Linked DNA regions of Mus musculus: region 2 is linked to region 1. A link is a contact called in public HiChIP or PLAC-seq data. All regions are on one chromosome and are shown on one strand. Each heading gives the region's core, a stretch centred on a gene start, on an enhancer-like site or on the middle of the called end of the contact. The rest is flanking DNA. Distances are from core to core; before and after follow the strand shown.

The links. HiChIP or PLAC-seq counts read pairs in DNA pulled down with a chosen protein or histone mark.
Region 2: a contact with region 1 is called in an H3K4me3 HiChIP or PLAC-seq map of bone marrow-derived macrophages, with 3 times the contacts expected there. The contact joins the promoter of Htr2a here to the enhancer-like site in region 1. A contact is called at or near these places in 7 of 39 promoter capture datasets (the 3T3-L1 cell line, HPC-7-derived erythroid cells, embryonic stem cells and 3 more), 2 of 484 Hi-C or Micro-C datasets (cerebral cortex and embryonic fibroblasts), 3 of 115 datasets of contacts at active chromatin or transcription factors (bone marrow-derived macrophages, fibro-adipogenic progenitors and neural progenitor cells) and 2 of 9 other capture datasets (bone marrow-derived macrophages and macrophages).

The regions. Positions count from the first base shown.
Region 1 is chr14:74,426,358-74,430,179 of GRCm38.p6, reverse strand. No RefSeq gene overlaps it. Among named protein-coding and RNA genes, the nearest start is that of 4933402J15Rik, 73 kb to the right of the region's middle. Within about 2 kb of position 1,814, at least 24 of the 459 cell types and tissues checked have an H3K27ac peak or open chromatin away from gene starts, as enhancers often do. A contact at or near this core is called in bone marrow-derived macrophages, where this site is marked.
Region 2 is chr14:74,639,265-74,643,086 of GRCm38.p6, reverse strand. Htr2a (5-hydroxytryptamine (serotonin) receptor 2A) reads right to left here and starts at 2,213. Exons shown (of 3, transcript NM_172812.3): 1 at 743-2,213. The coding sequence starts at 1,154. It overlaps Gm41210 (a long non-coding RNA gene), which reads left to right and starts at 2,241. Exons shown (of 3, transcript XR_874820.3): 1 at 2,241-3,822.

The DNA.
Region 1 (3,822 bases), core at 565-3,064:
TTGCCCATTATAACAGAGGTACCAATGTTATTCTATTTGGGCATTAGGAAAAACAAATCAAGTTTGGTGACTGTTTTTCCTTTCCTTTCTTTTCCTTTCTTTTCCTTTCCTCTCCTCTCCTCTCCTCTCCTCTCCTCTCCTCTCTCCTCTCCTCTCCTCCCCTCCCCTCTCTCCTTTCCTCTCCCCTCCCCTCCCCTCCCCTCCCCTTCTCTTCCTTTCCCTTCCTTTCAAAAACTTTTATCAAAAAAATAGTTGACCATCCTAACCCTGTTCCCCTGGAAGTCATTCTTCATATTTTCCTTAGGAGGAAACTTTAGCACTATAGCATCATATGTTTGTATAGAACTCTTCAGCTTATGAAGCACCTGGACATATATAATCACATGTTGCAATTTTCTAGAATGTGAATGAGTATTGTGGGGTTGCATGTATAGGGAGATGTGAGCAGACATATGTGTGTCCACATGCAGAGGCCATAGGTAGTCTAGTCTTGGATGTCTTTCTTCATCAATCTCCCCATTATGTACTAAATCACACTCTTTGGCTTGAACCCAGAAGTCTCTATCTAATTCAGGTAGTCAAGCTAGCCAGGTTGCTTTAGTAATTCCACCTCTTCTTCCTAAGTGGTGAGCTGCCACATATGCTCACAATTTATGTGGACGCTAGCAATCCAAACCCTGGTACTCAAGTTTACACAACAGCACTTTGCCACATAGCCATTTCCCTATCCCTTTTGCCTTCTTGGTACCCTTTCCTATAGGTAAAGAAAATGATTCCTATTCTATAACAGAGAAACTGAGGCTTGGAAAAAGTTAAGTGTCTGATCCAAAATTAAAAATATATTAAGCATAGACTAAGACTCAAGTCCATACTAGATAATTCCAAAGTAAAAATGATTGATTTTGCTCTACTTAACAAAATATCAGAGAGATAAGATGGCCAAGGTGGACTCTGCACACCTGGGGTTTCTATTTCCTGGATTCAAGACAAGTTTGGGGGTTGGGGGACATCCTAGTGGCTAAGAGTGCTGGCTGCTGCTCCTGTGGACCTGGATTTGATTCCCAGTACCCACATGGTGGTTCATACCCATCTGTAGCACCATTTCCAGAGGATCCAGTGCCCTCTTCTGGCCCCTGCAGGCACCAGGCACCCAAGTAGTATACAGACATACATGTAGACAAAACAGCCATGCACATACAAAAAAACCAAACCACCCTTTTATTAGTTGTCCAATGCTAAGTGATCAACCCCGAAGCCATATGAAGCCATAGACATATAAAACCCAAAGCAGCAGATTGTATTTGTATATTTATGCATATATAATATGCACCAGTATATTATAATATATTAATAATAACAGAAAAAAAGCCATCAATTTCCAAGGAGATGGGGGCAACATGAAAGGTGTAGGGAGACAATGGGGAAATTATATAATTGTATCTTAATTTAAAAATACATGAATGTAAAAGCAAAAATAAGTCAAGTGTTCAGACGCCTTAAGACCTAGTGTTTTTTTTATGGAAAATACTTTAATAAATTGATGTGATTACTTTTAATTACTAGAAATTAACTTACCCTTTCATGTCCCCTGTAACAGTAAGGCATAAGTTAGTTAGAAGAGCTCACTGCAGAGAGCAAGCTGGGGAGCCTGTGGGTAAAATCAGAGCATGAATGTGACCACTGCCAGCTGGCTGTCATTTCTGTCCTGTGCATGTCGGGTCCTTGCACAAATGTAGCCCAAGTGTACTTCTGCTTATTAGTCTGTCTCCTTACATAACTGACCTTAAGTCATTATGTAACAGTGCAAGGCTATGATTCAGTGTACTGTTCTTTCCCACTCGGTATTATTAGAAGCTATTGGGGAACTGCTGCTGGTGCTCTCCAGAAAGGAATCTTTTAATCTTCTATTTAGAGACTTTGTATTTTCCTGTGACGGAGAATAAAAGCTTAAACTGCCACATATTAGACACAGCATGGGCATCACTATTTTTTGCAAAGTTTGGTCATCACCAGCACAATTTGTGTGATGGCAGAGAGGAAACAAACATTAAGTACAATTACTATGTGATACGCACACAACAGGCATGCCAGATAACGCATCACCAAAGATAGCAGTGTGTGTGAATGAGTTGAGTCACTTTCTTAAAATTTCTTAGCATGGCATAAAAGAGGAAACTGAGTAGTATCCCTGAGTGCCAACATGTTATAAATATTAAATCGTCTCTTAGAGGATTTTCTTTCTAGTATATAAAGAGTAGTAGCAGTTAAATTGAAATAGTAATATTCAATAGAAAGTACATCATTAATAGCTGTTGATATGCCTTTGGGAAGAAAAAAATATCCAAAAGGTATTGTTTATAAGCCTGTGAAGCAAGGATTTTAAATCCCCTAACAAAGCAAGTTCCCTAGAGTTCCTTGGCAGTGCTTTGATTCTACAATGGCTCCACATGCGTGCGATCATGCATTAGCACCCATGCTTGTCTTCCTTCCCTAGTCAGTCAGCTCCCTAGAGTAGGCACCATTAAACTGCCTCTCCTCTGTATTTGTGCTCTCAACTTCCAACTTTTTGTCAAAACACTCAGACTTATTTATTTATTTTTTCCGTGTTTAAGGAATCTGGACAATACTCATTCTTCACAGATTTCTTTGGCATCTGACAACTTAAACGATCAGCAACCTCGTGAAGGATTTCTCCTCTTTCCTTCGCTATTTCTTTGCCATTCCTTAGTAGCATAATAGTATTAGGCCCACCTAAGGGCTGGAGAGATGGCTCAGTGTGTGAAACATTTCTTTAAGCATGAAGACCTGAGTTTAAATTTCCCAGAACTTATGAAAAGGTAAGATGTGTTCACATTGTACCTATAACCTCAGTGCAAGGATCAGGGATGGAGACAGGTGAATCTTGGAATCTCACTGGCCAGTTAGTCTAGCTGAAAAGAGTGAAATCAAAGATCAGTGAGAGGCCCTGTCTCAACAAAACAAAACAAACAAACAAGAAACCAAAAACCTCATAAAACACACACAAGCAAGCAAGCAAGCAAACAAAGCACTAAGGCGAAGAGCAGTAAAGGAAGCCTGGTGTCTACCTCTGGATTCACACACAAATGCCTAAATAGTAACAAGCAAATCGCTGTTATCCTGGAGAACCTCTGGTGTTTGTCAAAGCCATATCTATTTTGTCTCTCTGAGCCATTAACTTGAATAGTTCTAACAAAGTGAACTAAAAGCTGTCCTAGCAGCTCATTTCGCTTCCAGCAGATTGACCTGGGTATTGGTAGAGGCTGGGGTCAGTTCTACGGAGTCTGAGCGCTGCTTCCTTTTGACATTTATAAGGCAAATTCAGCTCACAAGAAAACAAGAATAACTCACAGCCTAGAAAGAATGATTAGTGCTGAGTGGTCACCCAGATCTGCATATTTAGACAAATATTTAGGCAAAGGGAGTTTCCTTCTGGTCAGGTTTGTTTGACTTTTTCTTTTTCTTTTTTTAATACAGGTTATACAGTCTGTACACCAGACTATTCCAGTCTGATCTAGTACTTGCTATGCAGCACAAGGTAGTCTCAAAACCACAATTTCCCTGCCTCAGCCTCTGATGTGATTGGATTATAGATTATAGATATGTGCCACCTTGCCTGGTTTTAACCAGAATTTTAAGGCCATGTATTTCATGAGTAAATAGATGAGGAAGGCTTATTAACAGCTTTACTGAGTCAAAAGAGGATCAGCTCCAAATAGCACCCATCGTTATCCAAAATAAAAAAACAAAACAAAAGAACAAAACAAACGAACAGAAAAAAAAAAAAAAAAAAACGAAGGATGG
Region 2 (3,822 bases), core at 964-3,463, 210 kb before region 1:
GGAGGGATCCGGCTGTATTAGTCACACTTTGAAAGAGTCTCACATTCTGCCCCTCCATGAAAGCCATCCCAGTGTTTGCTGACTTCCTGGGAAGTTTGACACTGTCAAACCGTAGCAAGGAAAGCAAGACTGAGAGCTTTCAGTTTGTTTTCCACCCTCCAAAACCAGACAGGAGTTTATGTGTGTGCATTTTTTAAAGAATAACTCAAAGGTTTTCTTAGATATTGTCTTCTCTGGGCTTGGGGGGGGGGAGGGGGCAATTAAAACCAGAGTAATTCATTTATTCTAATGGAGACTCTGAATATTTTAACATTAAACCCACTCCTCCAGCACTAATGCTCTCTCTGCAAATGTTCCAAGGTAATTGGGAAGGTTTTACCACTCCATTAGAAGTGCTGAGAACCCGGTGAGAAACAGAAAACTGTTCTGTCCCGAGGCTGGCAAATAAAAGCAGGAAAAAAATCGCATGGGCACAGAATGACAGCTAAATTATGCTCACAGAGTATTGGAATACAGGTAATAATTTCTCTACAAAGATGTATCCATTCTAAGACACACAACTCACCAATGACCAGGTACTAGGCTGTCTGACTTTTTTTTTTCTCTCAAGAAAAATAAAATTTTAAGACTAAAACAAAGTTTCCTGTCTATTTCTCTCCTGGAGCCCCAGTCCCTCCACTAACAGCATGCACAAGCTCTTTGGGACTATGGTGAGGACAGCTGACATGCTAACACCACTCACCATACAGGATGGTTAACATGGACACGGGCATGACAAGGAAACCCAGCAGCATATCAGCTATGGCAAGTGACATCAGGAAATAGTTGGTGGCATTCTGCAGCTTTTTCTCTAGGGACACTGCCATGATGACCAGTATGTTTCCCGCAATGGTGAGAATAATCACGACAGTTGTCAATAAAGCAGACCAGTTTTTTTCCTGGAGATGAAGAATGGAGAGGCATGTCGGTGGGAGGTACCCTTCGCAGGAGAGGTTGGTTCTGTTTTCAGCATCAATTGTCCAGTTCGAGGCTTCGGAAGTGTTAGCATCCCTGGAGTTGAAGTCATTAGGGTAGAGCCTCGAGTCGTCACCTAATTGCATTAAGGAGTTTGGAATTGAGCTCAGGGAGATATTGTCTTCACAGAGAATTTCCATGTCTAAGCCGGAAGTTGTAGCAGATGAAGTGTGGAGAGACTAGCGAGTCATAGCCGGGGCTCACCATTCATCTTTACGTCCTGGAGCTAGGGCATGCTGAAGCGGAGACCTGTGTGGCTCCTCTGGCTGCTTTCTCCTCTTCCATAGTAAGAGTTACAGAAGTGTGATGGCTCTTGATTATGCCTCGCTTCACAGTGCTAGGGAGAGTCCACGGCGGAGCTGTAAGTTCTCACGGAAGCAAAGGCAAAAAAAGCAGTGTGGAGCATTTGGAGACACAAACGTGTTCCTGGTTAAGGAAGAAAAGTTTTGTATCCGGTGAGAATCTTTCAGCCAATTCTCGGGTTGGATATGCTGCTTTCAAGAGTTCAGCCATCACAAAGTTAAAACAGCATGAGATCCAAAACGAGGAGGGAGGGCTGTGTGCCCTCTATATTAATTAAGGAAGTCAATTAAAAATCCACGCAATGTTAATGCCATCATAAGGGTTAACCCTTTTTAGTCTCAGGCAGAATCGCCGCAGCGATGGTCAGGAATTTCAGCTTGTATCTCTGGCTCAGTTAACGAAAGGAAAACGCATCCCGAAGCGCAGCAGAGAACTTTCCACATCAGAAATTCTCGCGGCAATGACGGCATTCTAGCCAAGCGTGACTTTAAGCAGAAAGAAAATCCCACAGCAGTAAAGGACAGCAGCCGAGGAACTTACATTCATTGTCGCCAGGGTCCGCTATCCTGTGACTTGCCTGTCGCATGGTGACTAGGCCAGTGTGGAATCCCCTCTCTTTGAGCTTCTAGCAGCATAAGATGATAGTAATTTGATTTCTGTTTCTGCTGACTTCAAAAACCGCATGCCGGTTCCAGCACGGTTGAAGTCTGTGCTGGCTGCTTCTGCTACTGCTGAGCTTGGTTGGGTCTTCCCTCCCAGAGCCTGGCTGCTTGCTGAGGCGAGCGCACAGAGAGGAATCAGTCACTAGGGAGCCCCTCTCAAAGTCACACAAAAGAGCCGCAGGGAAAGTAGGAAACGCTGTCTGTATCAAGAGGCTCCCGGAGCTCCAAAAGAATAAGCCCCTCCTGGTTGCCTCCTTCCTCAGACCTCCCTCTGTCACTGTGTCATAACCTGCAAGGTGGCAACAGCCAGGAAGGGCGGACCAAACAACCCCCTCCCCCGCGCGCCCCCATTCTTTCTGCTACAGGTTAATTAGGAACCTTTCCTTAAAAAAAGAGAGAACAAGGAGACAGCTTAGGGGACAGCAGGCAGGAGGGGTACATGGCAGTCATATTTTTAGGCTGAGGGGTGAAGAATGAGAAGATAAATAAGGCTAGAAAACGGCATGTCCTGGGATCTGGGAGCATCCAGCACTTCTATCCAAGCCAGTGATGATGTGTCCAGGAGGGATGGCTGACCGTGGCGACATGAGTTCAGAGGAATCAGGAAGTCTGTGGCAATAACTGATAAACTATCAGAACAATTTTTAGTTACTTAAATGCATTTAAGCACACACACTATTGCTATGTGTATGCATCCTGTAACTAGCTTACTTTTCTTCATCTCAAACCTGTCGCCAAGAAATAATGAAAAACTTCATGTTAGAAAATGAAGGGTTTTGTTCTATTTTGTTCTATGTTTTTTTCCCCCAGAAGTGACCCTAATGATAAAGCGACTCACATGCAAAAGAAGCTCTCTCCCAAGTGGTCCTTAAAGGAAGATAGATGCACTCATGACAGATAAGAAAATGGATTACTTTCTTATAATAATCCTGGACACCAGGGGCTTTTGGGGGGTTCTGTCCATCTCATTCTTCTCTCTGTCTTTTACATTCTCAGTTCAGCCACTCCTGTGCCTTCGATGTGTTGTCAATTCTCCTCATGGCAGTGAGCTAAATGTCCAGTTGCCTTCTAGATCCGTTTGTCTATGACCCAGGAGACCTTCCATCCTGACCCTCTCTTTGAGGTTTATTGCCACATGTCCTCCTGGCTCATGAAATCATCATACGGTCCACCCAGCCCTTCATCCCTTCTTCCTGCCTATGCCCAGAGGTTCCCAGCATTCCCTGCCCCGCACGCAAAGTTCTCAGCTCTCCTCTGCTCAGCCCACAGTGGGGAGCCCTTCTGCTCTTCCTGGGCAGGCACATAATTTCCCAGATTGCCTACCTGGGACTGGGCTGCTGGTCTTGTGAGTGCAGTGCATGCCGTGTGTGTGTGTGTGTGTGTGTGTGTGTGTGTGTGTGTGTGTGTGTGTGTGTGTGTGTGCGCGCGTGCGTGTGCGTGCGCGTGTGCGAGTGCGTGTGCGCGCGCGCTAGTGCGCACGTGTATACAGAGTAGGTGTGGGAGTCATAGTCCTTTGGTTCAGAATCCAGCTTTTTAACTCATACAACCTAACTCAGTTGCCTTTAGAGCCCAGTGCTCTCTCCTCCCAGGGTGGTATTTAGCTCCATCCCTGGGTTACAGTGAGGTATCAGACAACATGCACAAATGTTTAGCCTATGCCTGGCTTATAGGATGCTCTACATTTTACACTAGCCATTTTATTCCTATTAAAATTATTACTGATTGAAGGAAAAACACATCACTACCCTCTTGCCTATATTCCTTATCTCTTCTTTGAGGGATACACAACCCTTTTCTCAGTCTGCTCATTCTCTGGGGCCCCCATTTTTCAGGCCTATACTCT